Linked DNA regions of Mus musculus: regions 1 and 3 are each linked to region 2. The links are chromatin contacts, called in public HiChIP or PLAC-seq and promoter capture Hi-C maps. All regions are on one chromosome and are shown on one strand. The core of a region is the stretch at or near the end of the contact, and the rest is flanking DNA. Distances in the headings are between cores, read along the strand shown. Region 1 holds the start of Capsl (calcyphosine-like). Region 2 overlaps Prlr (prolactin receptor). Region 3 holds the start of Il7r (interleukin 7 receptor).

Evidence for each region. Promoter capture Hi-C pulls out the DNA fragments that hold promoters and counts their contacts. HiChIP or PLAC-seq counts read pairs in DNA pulled down with a chosen protein or histone mark.
Region 1: a promoter capture Hi-C map of embryonic stem cells shows a contact between it and region 2, with 11 times the contacts expected there. The contact joins the promoter of Capsl here to the enhancer-like site in region 2. A contact is called at or near these places in 6 of 39 promoter capture datasets (the C10 cell line, cranial neural crest, embryonic stem cells and 1 more), 1 of 484 Hi-C or Micro-C datasets (bone marrow-derived macrophages), 1 of 115 datasets of contacts at active chromatin or transcription factors (large pre-B cells) and 2 of 9 other capture datasets (adipose tissue and macrophages).
Region 3: an H3K27ac HiChIP or PLAC-seq map of large pre-B cells shows a contact between it and region 2, with 5 times the contacts expected there. The contact joins the promoter of Il7r here to the enhancer-like site in region 2. A contact is called at or near these places in 6 of 39 promoter capture datasets (the C10 cell line, cranial neural crest, embryonic stem cells and 2 more), 1 of 115 datasets of contacts at active chromatin or transcription factors (large pre-B cells) and 1 of 9 other capture datasets (adipose tissue).

What each region holds. Positions count from the first base shown.
Region 1 is chr15:9,434,744-9,438,012 of GRCm38.p6, forward strand. Capsl (calcyphosine-like) reads left to right here and starts at 1,285. Exons shown (of 5, transcript NM_029341.1): 1 at 1,285-1,424.
Region 2 is chr15:10,336,630-10,339,752 of GRCm38.p6, forward strand. It overlaps Prlr (prolactin receptor), which reads left to right. Exons shown (of 10, transcript NM_011169.5): 10 at 1-391. Among named protein-coding and RNA genes, the nearest start is that of Gm41269, 20 kb to the right of the region's middle. Within about 2 kb of position 1,587, at least 6 of the 459 cell types and tissues checked have an H3K27ac peak or open chromatin away from gene starts, as enhancers often do.
Region 3 is chr15:9,528,339-9,531,408 of GRCm38.p6, forward strand. Il7r (interleukin 7 receptor) reads right to left here and starts at 1,538. Exons shown (of 8, transcript NM_008372.4): 1 at 1,323-1,538. The coding sequence starts at 1,404.

The DNA.
Region 1 (3,269 bases), core at 35-2,534, 900 kb before region 2:
CAGCAGTCTTTTATTAGCAAGGAGTGGGCCTAGGCACCATATTCTAATCTCTAAATAGGATTTCCCATGAGGAGCTATGATGCCTTGGGAAACTGTGATTGGAAGAACCCATTTCCTGCACTCTAGTCCAGACCCTTCTGTCTACCTGACTTCACTCCACCCTAATCACATCCAACTTCTAGACCCATCCTTTCTTCTGCTCAGGGCCAAACTATTTGCTGATGATACATCCTGGGAGAGGAGAACGATTGTCTTCAGCCATATATCCACTGGTGACCTCACCAGGCTCCAATGGATGGTTCCAATCCAATGATTACACAGCCCTCCTTAAACTAAATCGGACCAAAACAAGACAGAGAGGCATGAATCTGGAAGTGAGAAGCATACTGAATCCCTGCCCGTGTCCGCACTTTCCCTTAATTTGTTAAATACCATGCCCTACTGGAAGGAGACTTGGAAAGAGACTAAGGGAAGTTTTGAGGCAAGTGATTATTAATGTTGAATAAATCTCATTTGATGTTTATGTCAAATCTCAGAAATTATACTGTTCATTTGAATGATATTAAAAATCAACTACCACACTTGTCTGAGTAAAATGTGTAACAGGAAGTGGACCAGAGGCCTTTCTAGAAAGTTCTGTTCCTAGTTTTTTGGATGACTCCAGGGTAGATGGAGCCTGGGGATGGGAGTGTGGTAGGCCGTTGGATGTTACAGATACTCAGGGTAGAAAATGTGGCTTAATTTACTCCCAAAGCAAACAACAAGCCTGCTTTTGCTCTGGCAAACATATTGCTAAGAACAAGTGTGGAGCTAATAGAGAACAAAGGGTAAAGTTACAGAAGCTAAAACACCGTGGGGAAAGGTATCTTCTTAGTGTGTGAATGTAGAATTTAAAAAACGAGGGCATTGCCTATAATTGCTGCTACTTGCTCCTAAGGGTTGTGGTTTCCTGATTCACCTGGCAATAAGTCACCAGGGAGACAGCCTTGTAGAGTCAGAAGGGAGCCGCCTGAAGCAAGTATGGCAATTTATCAAGCATTTCCTTTTAAAACGTGGGATACCAGTTTTGATGCTGTTTTAGAAACCAAACAATTGCCAGTAGAACTTCCGCCTACCATTTCTTCCAGAACAAACAGCTTGTTGGGTTTTCACAGTCACTGGGATTTCCTAGGTAACGAGGAGTGTAAACTTGAGAAAAGGCAGAACCAGCATATGAATGACAGCGAGCGGAGCCAATCAGAGCATGACTTTGCTTCAGCGTTCCCAGGCTATCCAATTAGAACTGAAAGCCTTGAAAGGCCAGGACAGCAAAGGAAGACAGGTAAGAGGGAGACACAGGACCATGGGAGGAGACTAGAGTCCCCAGGGCCAGAAGTCCAGAGTTTCACCGTGAAGCAGCCTGCGGCTACAGACGAGCATTTCAGGTAATTCAATGCTTTCATTTGTTTAATTCACTGTCACTGTTTTTGTTTCATTTTTAAGATGAGGATCTCTTATCTAAAAAGAAAAGTTAAAAGTCAGTGAGAATGCATGTCCTGACGAAGCCATCCCTAGACTCTCAGTGCACAAAGAGCACAGCTGGTCCCCAGGTGTAGACTTTTGGAATAGATGCTTAGACAAAAATCAATTTCATTTAGCAAAGGCAAAAGAGATAACACTTTCAGAGTGGTGCCTATTTGCTGGGTCATTGGATGAGAAGTTTCTTTGATGACTTGCAGTAACTATCCCGATGGCCACAGACAAAACAGAGCTTAGAATTCTGTCTCCAACTCACAAAATGATCAACAGATTTAGCATTATTCCCATTTATTCTGTGAGATAAGTTTGTACTGATTATACCACATCCTGTGAATCCATGACAGATGCAGGATAAAAATTTAGAGTTTTTAATTTAGCGTTTTTTTTTTGTTGTTGTTGTTACTTGAGAATTGAATACATTAGTACTATATTTATTTAATATCTACCCTCCACTCTCCACTCTTTAAATTCATGGCCTCTTCTTTTTTAATTCTCTCCCTTCTCCCCCCTCTCTGTTTCACACACACGCACACATACACACACACAGGCACGCACACACACACACACACAGTGAGCTTATTTAGTGATGCCCATGAGTACATGCATGTAAGACTGACTGCTTCGTGTGAGATGCGTTATCCAGAAAGTCCTCCCTATAGAAAATGGATTCTCTCTGTCTCAGCAGCCATTGATTGACTGGAGCTCTTTTTTCTTATGATTAAAAAAACAGAAAACCAAAAATCACTTCTTTGAGATCATAACTGTATTATGCCCCCATCCCTTAACCTCTCCAATCCTTCCCATATGCCCTCTTTGCTCTGTTTAAAATTGGCCATGTGTTTCTTTTTTTTTTTTCATTTTTTATTAGGTATTTAGCTCATTTACATTTCCAATGCTATACCAAAAGTCCCCCATACCGACCCACCCCCACTCCCCTACCCGCCCACTCCCCCTTTTTGGCCCTGGCGTTCCCCTGTACTGGGGCATATAAAGTTTGCAAGTCCAATGGGCCTCTCTTTCCAGTGATGGCCGACTAGGCCATCTTTTGATACATATGCAGCTAGAGTCAAGAGCTCCGGGGTACTGGTTAGTTCAAAATGTTGATCCACCTATAGGGTTGAGATCCCTTTAGCTCCTTGGGTACTTTCTCTAGCTCCTCCATTGGGAGCCCTGTGATCCATCCATTAGTTGACTGTGGGCATCCACTTATGTGTTTGCTAGGCCCCGGCATAGTCTCACAAGAGACAGCTACATCTGGGTCCTTTCGATAAAATCTTGCTAGTGTATGCAATGGTGTCAGCGTTTGGATGCTGATTATGGGGTGGATCCCTGGATAAGGCAGTCTCTACATGGTCCATCCTTTCATCTCAGCTCCAAACTTTGTCTCTGTAACTCCTTCCAAGGGTGTTTTGTTCCCACTTCTAAGGAGGGGCATAGTGTCCACACTTCAGTCTTCATTTTTCTTGAGTTTCATGTGTTTAGGAAATTGTATCTTATATCTTGGGTAGCCTAGGTTTTGGGCTAATATCCACTTATCAGTGAGTACATATTATGTGAGTTCCTTTGTGAATGTGTTACCTCACTCAGGATGATGCCCTCCAGGTCCATCCATTTGGCTAGGAATTTCATAAATTCATTCTTTTTAATAGCTGAGTAGTACTCCATTGTGTAGATGTACCACATTTTCTGTATCCATTCCTCTGTTGAGGGGCATCTGGGTTCTTTCCAGCTTCTGGCTATTATAAATAAGG
Region 2 (3,123 bases), core at 337-2,836:
GACTCATTTCTATGTCTCACTACTGTGATATCGACTTTTTCTTTAGTATTAAAGGGTGATATGATGCTAAACTCTTATGATTTATCCTCCTACATTTTTTACTCTGCAAATCTTGGGTTATTGCACATTGTACTTCCTAGTTTTTATGAATTTATTCACTTGTCTCCATCCACTTTGTAGGGACAACATGGACAGTTAAATCTTTGTCAGTTATATGAACATAATGCTAATTTCTCTCATATTTTTATTGCATGCTAAAAATAATGCTTGCCAAATGGAATCTTAGACATCCCAGAATAATATGGTCACTATATTTCTATTTCTGTCATTATTGAAAATACCCAGCTCAGTGCCTGGCTCAATAAATGTTTGTTTTCCTGGCTTGTCCTTCTAAATTTTTTTGAAATTGAGATGAGCAAAATATACATATGGCTAAAGCAATTTTATTGGAGATATTTTAACCACTGAATGACCTGTAGTCAAGAAATTGTTCATATAAGTTGAACCAAACAGATTTTCCAATCTGTGTACACCCATCTCAATGACAAGGCAAAATCCCCCTCATTTATCTCATTTGTGTCATATGAGAAGTTGATAGAAACAAGGTAAGATGAAATTGGGCTTATGGAGAACGAGTACAAGAAGTGCATTTAAATGCTATAAAGGAAGGGCCATCCCATCAAAAGGTGAATGGAATCCCTTTGAACAGTATGATTCATCACTATTATTAACAATCAGACCTTTTTAGTAATTGTGATCTGGACTCATCCAATGCTCAGGTTGTGTTACAGAACTGTGCAAGGTGTGTTTGGATTACTTGAAGACCTCTTTCTGCTCCCATTAATTCTCTAGTGCTGAGTCTTATTGGAGAATTAACATATTCTTTCTCACAGTGATTATCAGTTTATACAGCTTGGCTTTGGGCAAAGGAGCACTGACTTTGCTGTACTTCTATTAGAGCCATCTGCTTTTAATTCTAGGGCTCATGTGTATAGTCTCCCTCCACTATAGAGTCTACACACTCATCCCACTATTTTGAAGCTGGGAGATGCAACTTCCATCTTGGTGTGTAGAATTAAGAAATAAGGTCATAAGGCTGTTAACATGCCCACCCTCTCCTCTTCTCCAGGGACCTTACAGAGTATGGAAAGAAAATCTCCATCTAGATTTGATAGTCCCCCTAAAGTGTTCAGGGAAAATCCAACAAATTCCTGATGCTGTGTAATTCAGAATTCTTAACAACTAAAATTATGACTCTTATGGTAAGCACCTCCCAAACCATACTGCACAACAGCAGCCAACCCTGGGAGCATTAAACATTCTCTTTTAATGACCAGGTTCATATTAAAATGTGTTCTTTACAAACTGACTTAAGGTTTATATTGTTTTATGAGTTTTATAAAATACTTTTAAGTCTAGAACATAGCCAAAATACCAGTGGGAGGTTGGCTATTGAATAGGAGTGGAAGAAAAAACAGGAATTTCATAAGTATGTTTAGAAAAAAGTTGTAAATGCCATAGTACATGTTTGGAGTGGTGTTTACTTCTTATGAAACTTAGAAGGTAACCTTAAATGACATTGCTGGTAGTTTCATTTTACGTGATACTGCACTGTTGCTGAACTGGTATTCATGGGATCCCAATACTTTCTCAGAGGCAGCATTTTTAAAATGGTAGCAGTGTTTAATTTAAATTTATTTTAATAAGCTGTTTCCTAGTGCATACTTACACCACTTATTATATGAAAAACTAGAAGCAAGCTCTTTCTTTAACAAACTTTATTAAAACCTGTTGATTTGGTTTGGTTTGGTTTGGTTTGGTTTGGTTTGGTTTGGTTTGGTTTGGTTTGGTTTGGTTTGGTTGGTTTGGTTTGGTTTGGTTTGATTTGGTTTGATTTGGTTTGGTTTGGTTTGGTGGAAGGGAAAAATGACATTCCAAAGCTTTCTGGAACTAAGATACTGAGGCACATGCTAAAACATTTTATCTTTGGCCATTCATCCATGGCATGTTTTTCTAAAGACAAAAATTGCACTCAGCTTTCAACACCTTCTATTTTCCTTCTAATTCTAAATCAAATCTGACTCATGCTTCCACACAGGCTGAGCTCTGCCTCTCCGTCCACGGCCCTTGTGTTCCTTGTCTTTCTTCATTTGCCAAATTCAAGTCTTGAAAATGCAAACATGACTGAAAGCGCCCAAAAGTTTCTTGGAGCTTCTCCTGGGAACAACCAAGAACAATCAACAGAAGAAATTCCAAATCCAAGTTGCAGTCAGATTGTGAAACCATGAAACCTAAGTGGCAGGGCTGATCTTTTCTGTGCCAACTTCCTCCAAACTAGAATCACCCTCCATCTCCACTTAAAATTTTACTTATAGTTTGACCATGTTTTTATTGAATAAAGAGTTTCACAAAGTACCGGGAAATTGCATAGAAAATGTAGCAAATGCCTATTTACAAACATCAAATGTTCTCAGTATCAGTATTTTCCCTTACTTGTTTCATAACCAATGAACATCACAGAAGCTAGCATGCATATTCTTCAAAACTAAATTCTTTACTTCTTCATTTAATATCACCCTCAATATTGAAGCTGTTGTATATGCTTCCTGTCTTAAAAAAATACATTTACTTCATATCCATGTTTCAGTAACTGATATGTTTCATCATTCAAATTTATGGATTTTTATATTTATAAGGCTCAACTTCTTGCTACTTGAGGTGGCTATAGACATATATCACTCTACTTTGATTTTGGTTTGTTTCTCATTTGGTATTTTGAGGTATCAGTAGCTTCCATTTATTGGTTCTATTTGCTGGATGCAACTTTAGAGTTTGGAGAGTTTCTCCATAATATAAATGTATAGGGTGATATAAAAAGCATATTTTTATAATCCCTAGATACTGACAAATTGTTGTCTCCAGGGTATTTGCACCAATACACCTGCCCCATCCATGTAGAAGCCTCCATTCCTCACCACATATAGCCATCTAGTATTGGCAGATGTTCTCTTTTTTGATAATTTGATGAATATAAAATGAATTATTATTATTATTACTTTAATATCCCTTTCACTGATAAATCCATGTCATATCTGAACAATTCATTGATTTCTGCTTGTATTA
Region 3 (3,070 bases), core at 288-2,787, 810 kb before region 2:
GCTTCCTGCCAGCTATTTGCACACATTTAACATGAGATAATGACTCTCCCTCACCAAGTGACTCATGCTCCGTCATGCTGAAGAGTGTGACTCCTCTGATGATTCTCTTCATAAGAACATGCAAGGGTTTTCCATCCTTGCTGATTACAAAGTAAAGTCACACAAATATCTAAGCTTAGGATGCACAACTAAAGGCATTTGACTGAAGAGCTAAACTACAGAGCTAGGCTGATGTGTATTGATACTGTGCATAAAGAAAATACAGATGTATTTGATACAAGCTTATGCAATGTAGCTTTAACTGGTCTGGAACAAAGATGATTTTTCTGTCTCAGCCTCTTAGGCTTCAGGACTACAGGGATGTACTACTGCACCCAGTTTAGGAATGCACATATAGGCCAGCCATGGTGGTGTCTGCCTTTAATCCTAGCACTCAGGAACCAGAGGCAGGATGCACACACACACACACACACACACACACACACACGCACATACACAAAGACACACACACACACATTCCCCTTTTAATGGTGTGTGTGTGTGTGTGTGTGTGTGTGTGTATGAAAACAGTTTAATTAATTTGTAGAAACAAATTGGAGATTCACATTCCATGTAGCTGCTGTGTCTGCCAGAGACGTTTGAGTACAGTCCTGTAATTAAAATGCCTATTTTTAAGAAGTCAAGGTCTAAGTATTTTATGGATTCTGAGGAGAATTATGATGACCATATAATGGATTCTCTGAATATAAAAGCAACCCTGTGTATTTCAAAGAAGACACCTTCCTTAGCATACTACTGAATTATTCATCAGCAATCTAACATGAATCTGCCAAAGCTAAAGTATGTTGAAGAAATACATTATAGAGTAACTTCTAAACTCTAGACACTAGAAATACAGTTTTGGTGAATACACAAACCTCTCGTTTCTGGCCATTAATTTATCATGGGTATCTAGGGTTTTAGAACTCCATAAACAGTCAAAACAACAATGGCTTGATTTTTCAGTCTAATACAGTTTTGGAAGCGATCATCCAAAAAGCTCCAACAAAGAACTGATATGAGGTTTCTTTTTTGAAATTACCAGCATACATCCACATTTATGAGCCAGAATTTGAATGAAACTCAATGCTTCTTGACAGTTCTTGAGAGTTACAAGCCATTTGCAGTATTGTCATCATTCCCTCTGTCCTGGTGATTAATACCCACAAAACAACCTAATTAGTGCTAAATTCTTGCTTGCCCTGTTAGAGAACTGTGTAACTTGATCATATATGCTACAGGTAATCTGAAATCCTTTAAAAAAGGAGTTAGAAATGACTCACCATCCTGGGCATTTCCACTTTCTCCAGAAACAGCTTGAATTAAGCAGAAAACTATAGCGAAAGCTCTACCCAGAGCCATCATTCTGAGAGAGAGAGAGAGAGAGAGAGAGAGAGAGAGAGAGAGAGAGAAAGAATAGAGAAGAAGCACGCTTGTATGTGCAAGTGAATGAGAGAGAGGGAGACCCAAACCAGCTCTGTGCCTGCTAAACCACAGACAGGGAACTATGAACATCACAGAAGAAGGCAAGTGCCAGAAACAGGAAGTCTGAGCAAAAGGATTGCTGCTGTAAGCAGAGGTAGAGAAAACGGAGAGGTAGAGTGTGACTTTTTTTTTTCCTGCATCTTGGTATTCCCTGAAGCTCCTGAACTTAACTGCTTACTTTTGAGCAAGGTGGTAGACTTCAAGTGATGCTTCAGATGATCTCAGGGTCCAATGTAACAGGATCACAAGGCCAAAATCCACACTTACGATGCTCCTCAGTTGGTTGGGGATGCTCTTGTTTTAGGAATAATGATGCTAGGATAGAGTTGTCCCACTTAGGGCTGAACCCTCAATGGTCACGCCCAGTTCTCTGCTCTCTGAGAGAGAAGTGAGAAAAGAGCTTCTCTAATGAGAGGCAAGGCTGCACTATTCTATGGGTATAAGGACAAATGTCTAGAAGACAGTTTGATACTCTGTCTTTTAAACAAACAATAGTCCTGTGTTTTCCCCTATGCTCTAAGACCTCCCTGGCACGGGTTCGTGGTCAGATTTATAGTACCAGCCATGAAACACTCCCCTCAAGAACTCAGGGAACACCATGGAGGAGAGAAGGAAAGATCAGAAGAGGCAGGAGCCAAAGAGAAATACAGTGAAATTATCTATTATAAAAATAATAGGATCTTTGTGTTCATAATTTCACAGAAGCTATGGTTGTGACACAAGACTGGCATGAGATCACACCAATCCACATTCCAATATGGACAGAGCAGGTGTTCAAGAGGCCACATCCCTAGCTGAGGCCCTCCTGGCAGGTTGACAAATACCAGGCGATTAAGAGTTAGTTTTCTTTAAAAGTGTGTCCCATGGTAGGTTGCTCAAGCTCTAGTGGGCAGTTATACACTCATGAGCACAAGAGCTGAACTAAGTAGGTTCTGTGGATCCTTTTCTTAAATCATTTTAAGAATTGATTAAGTTATTTATTTATCCTAAATTCTGACTGCAGCGCCCCCCCCCCCATCCTTTGCTCCCAATCCCTCTTTCTCCCTTCCCTCCAACCTTCTCTAACATTCTTCCATTTCTCCACAGAAAAGGGGAGGCCTCCCTTGGATATCAACCAGCCTTGACATATCAAGCTGCAGTAAGACTAGGCACATCTTCTTCTCTCGAGACTAGAAAAGGCAGCCCAGTTAGCAGAAAGGCTTCCAAAGGCAGGCAATGTAGTCAGAGACAGCCCTGGCTTCGGTTTTAGGAGTCCCACATGAAGACCCAGCTGCACAACTGTTACATATGTGCAGAGGGTCTAGGCTTGTCTTGTGCATGATTTCTGGTTGAAAGTTTAGTCTATATGAAAACCTATGTGCCCAGGTTAGTTGATTCCGTAGTATTTCTCAATGTGACCATGACCCCTCTGGGCATCTTCAATCCATCCTCACTCTCTTCCATAGGATTCCCCAAGTTCCACTTAACGTTTGGCTGTGGGTCACTGCATTTGTTTCCATCAATGCTAGGTGAAACCTCTCAGATGATAGCTATGCTAGGCTCCTGT